Regions from separate parts of the Mus musculus genome. Here region 2 is linked to region 1. Evidence: chromatin contacts called from public HiChIP or PLAC-seq data. All regions are on one chromosome and are shown on one strand. The core of a region is the stretch at or near the end of the contact, and the rest is flanking DNA. Distances in the headings are between cores, read along the strand shown. Region 1 has its middle 3.8 kb from the start of Gm32681. Region 2 holds the start of Colca2 (COLCA2 homolog).

Region 1 (5,783 bases), core at 1,396-3,895:
GGTGCTGAGAATTGAACAGGGGGTCCTCTGGAAGAGTCTTAACAACCAATCCATCTTTCCATCCCTCTTTGAAACATGTTTTTTTTTTTTTCCTCTAGTTACAAGTCATTGTCCAGGTACAAGTTTATTCTCAATTAACCTCATCATTTCTGGGTCTTTTTTCTCTACTGGTATTCCATTCACTGCCTACAGGCAAAAAGGACAGAGAACCATGAGAAATGTGGCTATAGAGAAATAGCTAAAGGGCATTAGAAGAGAGAACTCTCAAGGAGTGTGTAGCACTTAACTGAATTTGACTGATGGTAGGGCTTGTCACATAAAGATGTAGGGAGAGAGCATTCATGGCCAAGGAGAGAGAAGGAGCAAAGTCAGCAATAGATGAGTGTGTCTCAGGTCTGTAGGGAGCAGCAAGCCCTGGATTTTATTGGGGAAGTGGTCGTGATTCAGATCTAGGAACTGAGAAGTCATGTAAGACACTGGATCCTGAGCTGAAGAGTTTGAACTGGATTCTGTAGACAGTGTCAGTCTAAAAAACAAACAATGGGAGAATCTCAAAAGAAACAATTATTATTATTATTAGGGATGAGTAGGGAATTGCAACTTTGGACATAAGTGCTGTTGCAGGCCTGTAAACATTTCAGAAGAGACAAAGGAAAATAAAAGTTTTTAAAGGAAGAGTGAAAGAGCTATGCAAATTGTTTTGAAACCATTATCCTTGACTGCAAAGATCAACAACATAGAAGATACCAGTCCACTGTTGAACAGAAAGTTGTTGGGCCAATGTCTTTCTAGAAATATTTGTGTAAGACTGGTAAGAGTCCTTGCTATAGTTTTCATGATAAGCAGTTATAGATCAGAGCTCTCTTTTCAAGGCCTCCTGACTCAGTTTTACTAAAGTTTGACAGAAGTGATTCCATTTTGATTATGACAATTTTCATGTGGTTCTAGATCAGAGGGAAGATACTCAGGCATTGGTCCATGTGGGAGATGCATTGTAACCTTAGAAATGCTCACCCTGTACCTATTACGAGAGAGATTGGTCTGTAATGTAGAGCAGGCTGGGCTGGCTCATCTCATGTTCTCTTCACCCAGTTTCTCTACCACAGCCTCGCTGACACCTGATACTCTCCCTATCCAGGAGCAGAGCTGATAAAAACTCGCTATTTTTGGGAGATCATTATTAGATTTAGTAAAAAGCAGAAAAGTATGAATTTATTTGGGGCATAATCCAGAGGAAAGTTCAACTGATAGAGAGAAAAGAGCAGGTCCCGAGGTGCTAAGAGTGCACTGGCAGTTAAATGGGTTAGTGACCCCAAGCAAGCCATTTTGAGAAAGCTGCTTTCTATATGTAAAAGAGAGAAGGAAAAAGCAATCTTGTCTAAAAAGAAGACACTCTTTTGTTGAAAAACACAAAACAAGTCTTTTAAAAACATAAGCTGGCTTGATGTTTTTAGGTCAGAACAACTTTCTATAAAGTAACTCTTTCCATCAGATCTTTCTGCCTACATGGGACTTTGCAAAAAATATATGCTCCTATAGAAAGTGACTCAATCTTTACATGGGTAGTTTTGTATGATGATGATTTTATCTATATCAAAAACTTACATCAGCTAAGAGATTGACTGGTTTTAGTAGCAAACTAAGGAAAATGTACAATGGAAAGGATAATTGGGAGAGTGGAAAGTTAACCCTGTTGTATTTGCTTTTTCAGTTCTCATGAGCACATGTGTAACTAGTAAAGGGCAAAGCACTGCTCTAGGAGTTGTATGGAGGGCACTGCAGGATAATATGAGTGGACTAGGGTGGCTCTTGGCAATAGCAGTGACCTCAAAGGCAAGTTCATCTATGACTTTGAAGGGGGCACTGACCCTATGAGGAAGCATTTAAGGGCTGTAGGAGATAACAAGGTAACTTGCTGATCTGTGCTGAAGCCTGGGAAGCTTGCACAGGTAGGTGGGACTTTGGAAGACTCAGGGCTGTGTCAGGCTCCTCCTCTGTGCTACACTTGCCTCTTCGAAGGCAGCATGTCATACACGGTGACCTTTGCTCATTTACAGGTGGATTGTGAACACTTTAGGATCGGGCCATATTTACCTTTGTGTTTACAGGGTTGGAAACACAAAAGGTATTTAAGACATGCATGTCAGCCAGGCGTGGTGGTGCACGCCTTTAATCCCAGCACTCGGGAGGCAGAGGCAATCCGATTTCTGAGTTCAAGGCCAGCCTGGTCTACATTCCAGGACAGTCAGGGTTATACAGAGAAACCCTGTCTCGAAAAATCAAAAAAAAAAAAAAAAAAAAAAAAAAAGACATGCATGTCAATGAAAAAAAAAAATGGTAGGGACATTGCATAAGAAAAGCAAATGATCTCCACTTGTGCTTCCGAGAAGTTGTGTACATGTAAAAGAACAACAGCATCCCAGCTGCCCACATTAGGACACACAGCTTAACTATTCGTGGGGTGATTTGTAGAACAGGCAACAAAAGCAAAACCCCACTACTGGCAAGGCATTGACCCTTGATAAAAGTCATCTCTTCCTTGCAGTATTGTGAGAATGAAACGATGGCTGAGAAGTAACTAAGCACAGAGGCGTCTCTGGGATTCGGTACCGCCTCATTCTTCATGACTCATCTCCTGGAAGAGACCAGATGTTAGGTGAATGCCCGACAAAATGAGGAGAAACTCATAGGAATTTCTGAACTTTCTGCCTTACCCACTGTAGAACTTCCCTAAGCAAGAGAGACCTGTGGGTGATTTCCCATTTTTGTTTTTAAAACTTTCTAATGGAAACCTTTTAAAATCAGTAAATGCTTCATCACATTTTCATACATGTGTTTCTTTATGCTCTGCTCTTTTTCCTCACTACGCCCTCTCTAGCTGGCTCCTTTCTTTCCCTACAAATACTCTCCCCGTAAGCTGTCATGTCATAGATAGTCTGTTACCCTTACTTGCTCGCTACTCCCCCATAAGAGCTCTTCACCCCTCTTGGTTCATTTTCTGCTTTTATGACATACACACACTTTAAAGTATATAAAAGCCAGAAGATTAATGCAGTGAACCACCATGTATCTGTTATTTGACAAAATTATCACCAGCTTTCAAATCTTGCTTGACTCCTCTTCAAATCATAGTTATTGCTTTAAAACACGTCTTAAAAGAAATGTCAGAAATTGGGCCATTTTACCATAGCCATCTTTAAAAAGTTTAACTTTTAAAAAGTAATTAATTGTGTGTGTGTGTGTGTGTGTGTGTGTACAGGCTCACATACCATGACACACATGCAGAGGTAAAAGGAAAACAACTGTGGAGTTAGTTCTCTCCTTCCATCTTTGTGTGGCTTCCAGGGATCCAGCAACTTAGGCTGTAAGGCTTGTGCAGCAAGCACCTTCACCCACTGGGATATCTCATCAGCTCCTAGATCTTTATCTCTAACCAGTGAGACCTTTTCTTTAAACAAAACAAACAAGAAACAAAACAAAAATAAAAAAGTTACCCATCATCACTGTGATAGTAACACAAATAAAGCTTTAATAGTTTTGTCATTTTATGTTCAACTTTCCCCAGAGATATAAGTTCACTCAAATAAAAACTTAAATTAGGACAACACACTAATGATCTATTTAAGTTAAAATTCTAACCAGAGACAAATGTGTTTTTGTGTCTTGTGTTCTCTGTTTCTCTCTCTCTGTCTCTCTCTGTCTGTCTCTCTGTCTGTCTGTCTGTCTGTCTGTCTGTCTGTCTCTGTCTCTGTCTCTCTCTCTGTTCTAAGCCAAGGGTGGTGTCCATCCTGGAGGCAGTTTGTGGCATCATGGTGGGTGTGAGATCCCCCTGGGTGGTAGCATTCCCTGTGTTCTGTCTTTATCATTTACTCCACAGGCAGCTCTGAATCCACAGCTGCTGACAGCACAGCAAGGCAGCCTAACCAATAGGCTGGGCCTCTCTCTGCAGGAAGGAGAGTTTGGAGTGATTTGCAGTAGAGCCTATTTCAGCACAATCTGTTTACTTTTCTTATACATTGTCATAGGTTAAGTTGACATGGCAAGGAGCTGTGCGGTGTAGGGCAAAATGCTTATTACAGTTAAATAAAAAAACTGTGTTCTTCTGTACAATTAATCTGATGTTAGCTCATGTTTAATGAGCTCATATGTGCTGTATTAGTGGCTTAAGCTGCCAGAAACAAGTACCACAGCTGGATGGATTGAGCAAAAGAAATCTATTTTTTTTCTCACAACTTTAGAGTCCAGGATCAAGGCAACAGCAGGTTTGGTTCTTTCTGATGTTGTAAAAGACACACTTGTCATAATTCTCACTCAGTGTCTGGTGATGTGCTGGCAATCTTTGATATTCCTTGGCATGTAGAAAAATCACTTGGATCTGCCTTGGTCTTACCATCATCCTCTTCCTGTGTGCACAACTGTTTCCAAGTCCCCCCTTTTATGAGAGTGCATGCGAGTGAATGGAGTTAAGAGTGCTTAGTGACCCTCTTGTTAATACCTTCAGTGACTTTTTAAAAATTTATTTTTAATTAATTTTTTCATTCAGTAATTCTTTTTTTCTTTTTTTCTTAGATGTTTTCTTCAGTTATATTTCAAATGCTATCCCCTTTCCTAGTTTCCTCTCCAAAAATCCCCTATACCCTCCCCATCCCCCTGTTCCCCAACCCACCCATTCCTCTTTCCTGGTCCTGGCATTCACCTATACTGGGGCATAGAATCTTTGCAAGGCCAAGGGCCTCTCCTCCCATTGATGGCTCTGGGGATACTAGTTAGTTCATATTGTTGTTCCTCCTATAGGGCTGAAAGACTCCTTCAGCTCCTTGGGTAATTTCTCTAGCTCCTTCATAGGGGACCCTGTGTTCCATCCAATAGATGACTGTGAGCATCCACTTCTGTATTTGCCAGGCACTGGCATAGCCTCACAGGAGACAGCTATATCAGGGTCCTGTCAGCAAAATGTTGTTGGTATATGCAATAGTGTCTGGGTTTGGTGGTTGTTTATGGGGTGGATCCCTGGGTGGGGCAGTCTCTGGATGGTCCTTCCTTCAGTCTCAGCTCCGAACTTTCTCTCTATAACTCCTTCCTTGGGTATTTTGTTCCCCATTCTAAGAAGGAACGAAGTATCCACACTTTGGGCTTCCTTCTTCTTGAGTTTCATGTGTTTCGCAAATTGTATCTTGGGTATTCTAAGTTTCTGGGCTAATATCCTCTTATCAGTGAGTGTATATCCTGTGTGTTCTGTTGTGATTGGGTTACCTCACTCAGGATGATATTGTCCAGATCCATCCATTTGCCTAAGAATTTCATAAGATCATTGTTTTTAATAGCTGAGTAGTACTCGATTGTGTAAATTCTGTATTCATTCTTCTGTTGAGGGACATCTGGGTTCTTTTCAGCTTCTGGCTATTATAAATAAGACTGCTATGAACATAGTGGAGCATGTGTACATATTACAAGTTGGAGCATCTTCTGGGTATATGCCCAGGAGTGGTATTGCTGGATCTTCCGGTAGTACTATGTCCAAATTTTTGAGGAACCACCAAACTGATTTCCAGGGTGTTGTACCAGCTTGCAATCCCACCAGCAATAGAGGAGTATTCCTCTTTCTCTACATTCTCACCAGCATCTGCTGTCACCTGAATTTTTGATCTTAGCCATCCTGACTAGTGTGAGGTGGAATCTCAGGGTTGTTTTGATTTGCATTTCCCTGATGATTAAGGATATTGAACATTTTTTCAGGTGCTTCTCAGCCATTTGGTATTCCTCAGTTGAGAATTCTTTGTTTA
Region 2 (6,290 bases), core at 257-2,756, 240 kb after region 1:
TTACATGGTTCTGCAGCTGCCCCAAGCACTTGGGTTATAAATGTGAGGTGTCAGAGTGTCTTATGACTACCCAGATCAGTTCTGTCATAGTTCTGTGTATTCCAGAGAGAGAGGCCTTTTCTTCCAGAGACTTCCAGTGACTGCTGGTTTTTCATATACATGACCTCAGAGCCTAAATTACAGAGAAACTAGGTGGGTTTCTGGGAGATAATTTTTTTTCAATGAGTTTGTTGGGGCTGTATCTATACTCTCTTAACACTATAAAAACATATTTAACCTGTTGGCTGCCTCTCTTCCTTGCAGAGGACCAAGAAGCCTTCCCCACTCAGCTATGAGCAGTGAGAGGTGAGCCTCCCACAGTCCTGAGCCCTACACCATGTCCCACAGGTTTTGGTGGCTGCCTATGGTGACCTGGGAAGTTGGGGACAGATGTAAGAATCCCTGAACAGGGCTGTGCTTATGGGTGGCCTCTGCATCTTCCCTGACACAGGGCTGAACGAAGCCTTCGATGGACTGGGAGGGACAGAGACGGAGAGGGTGGTGCTTACGTTTGCCCCTGAGGTGGCCTGGTGTGCCCTTCTTTGCTGCAGAAGCTCTTTCACGGTCATCTTCACACGGACGCCTTGATACACCTTAGGTTTTTCTGGGGAGAGGCAACAGGGTTAGTGGTCAGTTTCAAAGCTTGGGTGTCAAGGGGATACAGTGAGGGTTCCCTTGGTAAGGCTAGGATACCCAAGGCCAAGTTTCTACCTTTGCAGAACACACGAAGAGAATGAAAAAAGAAAAAGAAAAGAAAAAAAAAGAAGAAGAAGAAAAAGAAAGAAAAGATAACGTTAAAAAATACCCACATTTCTCAAACTAGAAAAGGTTAAGCACAGGCAGGTGCTTCAGGGTCCTAGTGGGAACAGTATCTGTGGGCATCTATGAAATTATTCATCCCTAGCTGGGCCCCATCCTCAGGACAGTACCAGCTGTTCTGCTCTGGAATGTGGAGGGAGGTCAAACAAGCCTGCTATTTTGGCTACGATATTAAATCTGGGGTTCCGGCTCAGCTTGTGGATCTGGGGTGCTCTCTGTTTCCAACTGATCTCGCGGACCTCACCATAATGTGAACAACAGCCCCTCTCCCCATGCCCCCCGCCCCACTGTATTCCTCTATCAATCCAGGCATGGCTTCTGGGGAAGTACAACCTTTATTTGTGGTGCCCTTGGTCTGGAAGCAAGCCCTGAAACAAGCGACAAGCTACAGGGGTCGGGGCAGTCAGTCTGTCCTGGCCCTGTTAAGGACTTACTGCACTGACCCCAGAAAAGGAGCCAAGATCGGGAAATAGTCTCCTGTCGGTCCTTTCTCTTTTTCAAAAATGTCTTTTCTTCCTCACCCCCTTCCTCCCTCTAGTCTCCGACTCTGTCGCTCTCTTCATCTCTTCCCACCCCCTCCCTTTCCGGTGCAGGCTTTTGGAGAACTGAGCTGTGGAGAGTTCTCCAGCAAGAGCTGCAGCTCTGGAGTAATGGCATCCCGAGGCTCCCTAGGACCGCGCAGTCGCCTAGAGGCAGCCCTCCGGAAGGGGCCGCCCCTGAGCCGGCAGAGCTGGGCCGGGAGACCTGGGAGAGCCCAAGTAGCCGGCTGTGCTAGGCGGGGGTCGGCTGGGAGGGACCGGTGACCGCCTGGGGTCCCGGCAGAGCGCAGTGAGTAGGTCTGACTGGTTGTTAGGCCAGGCTAGACCCGGCAGAGGCACTTTCCGAATAGAGTTTGACTTAGAAGCCCAGTGTGACTCCCACCCGACCTTGACCCTGGAGAGAGCGCTTATTAGAATCACGGGGAGGGGCGGAGCACAGTGGCCCCTGGCCTAGGCGTTTGGAGACAGTGCCAGGCCACCAGCGCCTCGCCTGGTTAGTGTAGGGACCGCGGCTGGACAGCAGGGAGACCCCCACCCACGAGCCAGATCCTGAAAGTTAGGATCCCTAAGGAAAGTTAGTGCGCTGTTCTTCCCGGTCCTGGGCATCGGTTTGTCTTGCTGCAGTGCCAGGACGCGCCCACTCCGCTCCAGTCTCCTTTCCTCCCATCCCCACTGTCTGGGTCGGCTCTGGGATCTGCAGGCAGCGCGGGCGCGCCTCGGGGTCCACGCGGGACCAGCCCCAGCCCAGTTCCCTGCCGGGTGCGTCCTGCTCCAGTCCAGGGCTCACCGTGAGCCTCTAGCTCCCCCGCGCCGCCGCTTCTGGGCTCACAAGGTCGGCGCCTCCAAATTCCCAGGACTCCAAGGTGGAAAAGTGAAAGGGCAGGCAGGGGCGTGGGGGACTCGATTGTCCGGAGTGGCCTTATGGGTCTCTGGGCCTCTGCTCTGGGGGGCAGTCACCCAGAGGGACCCGACACAGCGGGATCGCGTCCTCTCTGGATCCATGCCCGGCCCTGACTATTATTCCCTGACTTTGTGCCTCTCTGTTATACGCAGGAAAAGCAGAGGAAATACACTCGGATCCAAGTGCCCCTGGCCCTCATGACCCGACCCCTGGAAAAGCATCTGAGTTACCCGACATCCTGGTCAGCAGGAGCTGGGCTGGAGACTGGATGCTGCAGCTTCAGAGACTCAGCACCTAGGAAGGCTCCTGTGCAGGGAGAAAGGCAGAGATGCGACATTTTTAAAGTTTCACAAAACACGAGGCAGCACCCAGGTCCCTGGATCAGGAGACACACAGAATTAATGTTTTATACCTTCGGGTATAGGTTTGAGTTTTTTCCCCCTCATGCCAAGTATTTAAAACCTCTAGAAACCCATGATTTGACAATCAATGATTGCGCGATACTTTCAATTTGAATATTCAAAGGCTTAACAAAATGGACTATCTTCTGCAGAAATCCTGCACACAGGCACCTCACAGAGAGTCCAGAGAAACAGAGAGGGAGATCCCTTTGGGTCCTGACCCTTGCTTTTCTCCTATTTTAAACATTTTGTCCACCTGCCCACAGGCAGAGCAGGTGTCCTCAAAGATGCTCTATGTTAGTGCCTCAAAGGCTGCCCTGAAGTCCCCACTGACCTAGGCTGTTCCCTGTGGACCACCTGAACCAGGTTGGACAGCCACATTGAATCTCTCTTGTCCACTCTCCATTTTAAGGGGAAATGGCAGGTTTTGGGGAATGAACATGGCAGACAGAGGGTGTGGCACAGCAAAGAGCCACTTTGGGCCCAGGCTGCAGGTCAGAGGACGGCAGAGGCCAAAACTTTGTGCTTTGTATCCCTCTGGCCCTGCCTGGCCACAAGGCTTGCCTGTCCAGTCTGCATCCTCCCTCCTGCTAGGTCACAGACACTGGGCTTCCAGCAAGCAGTCCTTAAACATCAGCGCTCTTTGCTCTTTGGAGCTGTAGACCAGCACAGCTTCCTTGACCCACCTGAGATTCCTTTAGGCCAGGTTTCCACTGCTGCATTGTGGCAATCCCTATTCCTATGTTTTGGCTTGTTTTTAATTCCTCGAACCCCAGACTTTTTACCTCATAGAACTCCTGCTTCCTTTAGAGGAAGGGCATGGTTTTTTCTTTCTTTCTTTCTTTTGAAGGCTCTGAGGAGAGAGGTAGGAGGAATTTGGAACCAACCTGTCTTCTTGGATCCCTCATGAATATGAGTAACTCCGACCCATGCTGATGTGTATTTTGGAAGCTCTGCCTGAGTTGCTCTCTGTCCTGTGATTTGAAGGATGAAGAGACTGGAGTGATATGGAATGTCAGGTCAAGATGTCACAGGGGGACAGAAGGGTCCCCTTTGCAAATAACTAGGAGGTTTCCAGGAATGCAGATAAAGTGATGGTATAGGCCTCTCTCTTTTAATCCCCGAGTTGTCTGAAGTGCAAACAAAACAAAAAATAAACCTACCAAACAAAAGCCAAAAAAAAAAAAAAAAACACCAAAACCAAACCAAAACAAAAACCCAAGCTTTAGATTAAAAAATCTTTAGAAAAAAGTCTGAAAACTTAAAAATATATCAGACATAGTATATTAGATATAGAGTATCTAACAAACAGCTCAGCTAAAGGGTCTCTGGGGGTGATACAAGCATTCAGGGTAGACCTGTCTGCTAGGCAGGTGGAGCCACATATCTGGAAAAGGGTCAGGGCTGGGGACACTTGAAGTAGCATCTGGCGGTGGAGAAGTAGGGTGAGATGTGGTTGTATTTGGTCCAGCTGGTGTTTATCAGCCACTGGACTCTATTTTTGTAAAGCCAGGCCTGAGGACCAGACCAGAGAAAGGACCAGGGGATCTGAGAGAAACCCTCTCCCTGGGACCACATCCTTCTTTCCTCTAGTCAATGTTTTCCCTTGCTGTCCTCCTTTCTGTCTTGCTTTTAAGATCTCCTTGTTGTCCTTTGGCTGTTTTGTTTATTCTGCCCCCCCTTTTCTGTCCCCTGTTTTTCTCCATGTTGACACTTATTTTCATTTCTTGTCTCTCTTTTCTCTCTGACTCTATACATGCCTCTCTTTCCCCTCGTGCTGTCTCATTCTTTTACACTAAATATATTTCTTCAGCTCCCCTTTCACACAGGATTGAGCAGAGGGGGCCTAAGGTCACAGTTTTCCCTTGACAATATCAAGAACAGTAGTGCTGGTGACTGAGTTCTCCAGAGAGAACACAGACTGGAAGACAGGCTCTTTAGAAGCCTGGTGTCTACAGGGATAAGAGCGAAGAAATCTGCATCTTTTCTCCCAGAAGTCTTTGCCTGAGCCATAGCTAACATCCTGGGGCATTTGTGTGCTGGTGCAGTTCCTGAGGTTTAGAGTCTGATGATGTTACTGACAAATAACTTCAGAAAACTATTTCCACAGGCCCACTTTGAGAATCATCCCTGTGCTATCTATATTGCAGGTCAGCTCAACATTCAGGAGTTTTGATTCTTGTTCTTGTAACTGAAAAGCCTCAGCACAGACATTTCAGAGCCAAAGCCCTGCTTCAGGAGGCAGGAGACAATGCTTTTTCAGTAGATCCTCTTTGCATCTCTCTCTCCTTTCCCCCTATCTCTGTCTTTCTGTTTCTGTGTGGTGTGCATGTGTGTGTGTGCACGCACACGTGTGTCTGTGTGTCTATGTATCTGTGTATCTGTGCGATGATGATATCTAACGCAACCAGCTATTTTTACCTTGAGATTCCAAATGCCGTTAGAAGTTGGTACCCTGCTTCAGTTGCTTGCTCGCTCGCGTGCTTGCCCATCCATCCATCCATCCATCCATCCGTCCGTCCGTCCGTCCGTCCGTCCGTCCGTCCATCCGTCCATCCATCCATCCAAGTGTTGAGATAGAATCCAGAGCATGCTGGGTAAGCACTCTACAGCAGAACAACATCCCTAGCTCAGAAGATTATTTAAAGTTCTCATCTCTTGCTCCTGGGTGCCAGGCCTGTATTATTGCATAGCAAATGACAGAACTGGTGTTCAGACTTTTGTAAGTATCACCCCAAAGTCCTTGCTGTGTTATCAGCATGTCCAAGGGGCTTCTAGAAACCTGGAGCTCTGAAGAAGCAACTGGCTAGTGGTGAGGACAAGCTGGTCATTATTCTGACTGTAGTTTGTGGTTATCCAACCAGAACCCTCTTCCTGGGGGCTGATTGCTTCTAGGATGCCTCCCTGAAGTCCCAACAGTCCCTCTGAGGTTGTAAAAAATTGGGGGGTCTGGTCTTCTGCCACAAGCTCCTTCACTTATAACACTATCTTGATGTTGGGTGTGGGGGAGGATATTAAAATGCTAAGAGGGAGTGACATCATGACCTGTGGCTTTCTAGCTTGTAGCTCTATTGTTGGCACATATAAAATCTGTGTGGAGGAGATGGGTCTCGCTGTTTGTAAGGCAAATTTTGCCTTTAAATGAGGGATAATCTATGGAGATGTTCTTTCCTTGAGCATCAGGTGTGTACCAGGCACAGTAACCAGGAGTACAGTAAAGATCAGTAAGCCTTGGTTTCTGCCAGCAATGGCTCTGTTCTCCCATGTGCTCACTGCTTTCCTATTGTAGGTTAATTTGCAAACCCATTCATTCATTCACTCACCATTTACTCAACCACCTTATGTTAATTGCCCCGACTGGTCCAGTTCTTGCTTTCCACCCAAGCCTTTGCCCCTGAAAGCCTCTCTGTCCATAGTCTTTCCCATCCTTCCTAAACCAGCTTTTCAAATCTCTGCTTTTCCATGCCACAAACTCAGAAATCCTTCAGTCTGCCAACTGTTCATCAGTCATAAAGTCAGCAGCACCTGGGGTGAGCAGAATGGGCATCGTTAATGTGTAAAGTTGAACGTTTTTAATTGGAAAAAATATTG

The links. HiChIP or PLAC-seq counts read pairs in DNA pulled down with a chosen protein or histone mark.
Region 2: an HNF4G HiChIP or PLAC-seq map of pancreatic cancer cells shows a contact between it and region 1. The contact joins the promoter of Colca2 here to the enhancer-like site in region 1. A contact is called at or near these places in 3 of 39 promoter capture datasets (hippocampal neurons, liver and neural stem cells), 2 of 115 datasets of contacts at active chromatin or transcription factors (embryonic limb bud and pancreatic cancer cells) and 1 of 9 other capture datasets (adipose tissue).

The regions. Positions count from the first base shown.
Region 1 is chr9:51,039,711-51,045,493 of GRCm38.p6, forward strand. No RefSeq gene overlaps it. Among named protein-coding and RNA genes, the nearest start is that of Gm32681, 3.8 kb to the right of the region's middle. Within about 2 kb of position 2,646, at least 19 of the 459 cell types and tissues checked have an H3K27ac peak or open chromatin away from gene starts, as enhancers often do. A contact at or near this core is called in pancreatic cancer cells, where this site is marked.
Region 2 is chr9:51,277,048-51,283,337 of GRCm38.p6, forward strand. Colca2 (COLCA2 homolog) reads right to left here and starts at 1,507. Exons shown (of 5, transcript NM_001195681.1): 1 at 1,293-1,507; 2 at 549-643. The coding sequence starts at 608. Gm32819 (a long non-coding RNA gene) reads left to right here. Exons shown (of 9, transcript XR_003948163.1): 2 at 1-192; 3 at 304-345; 4 at 491-5,296.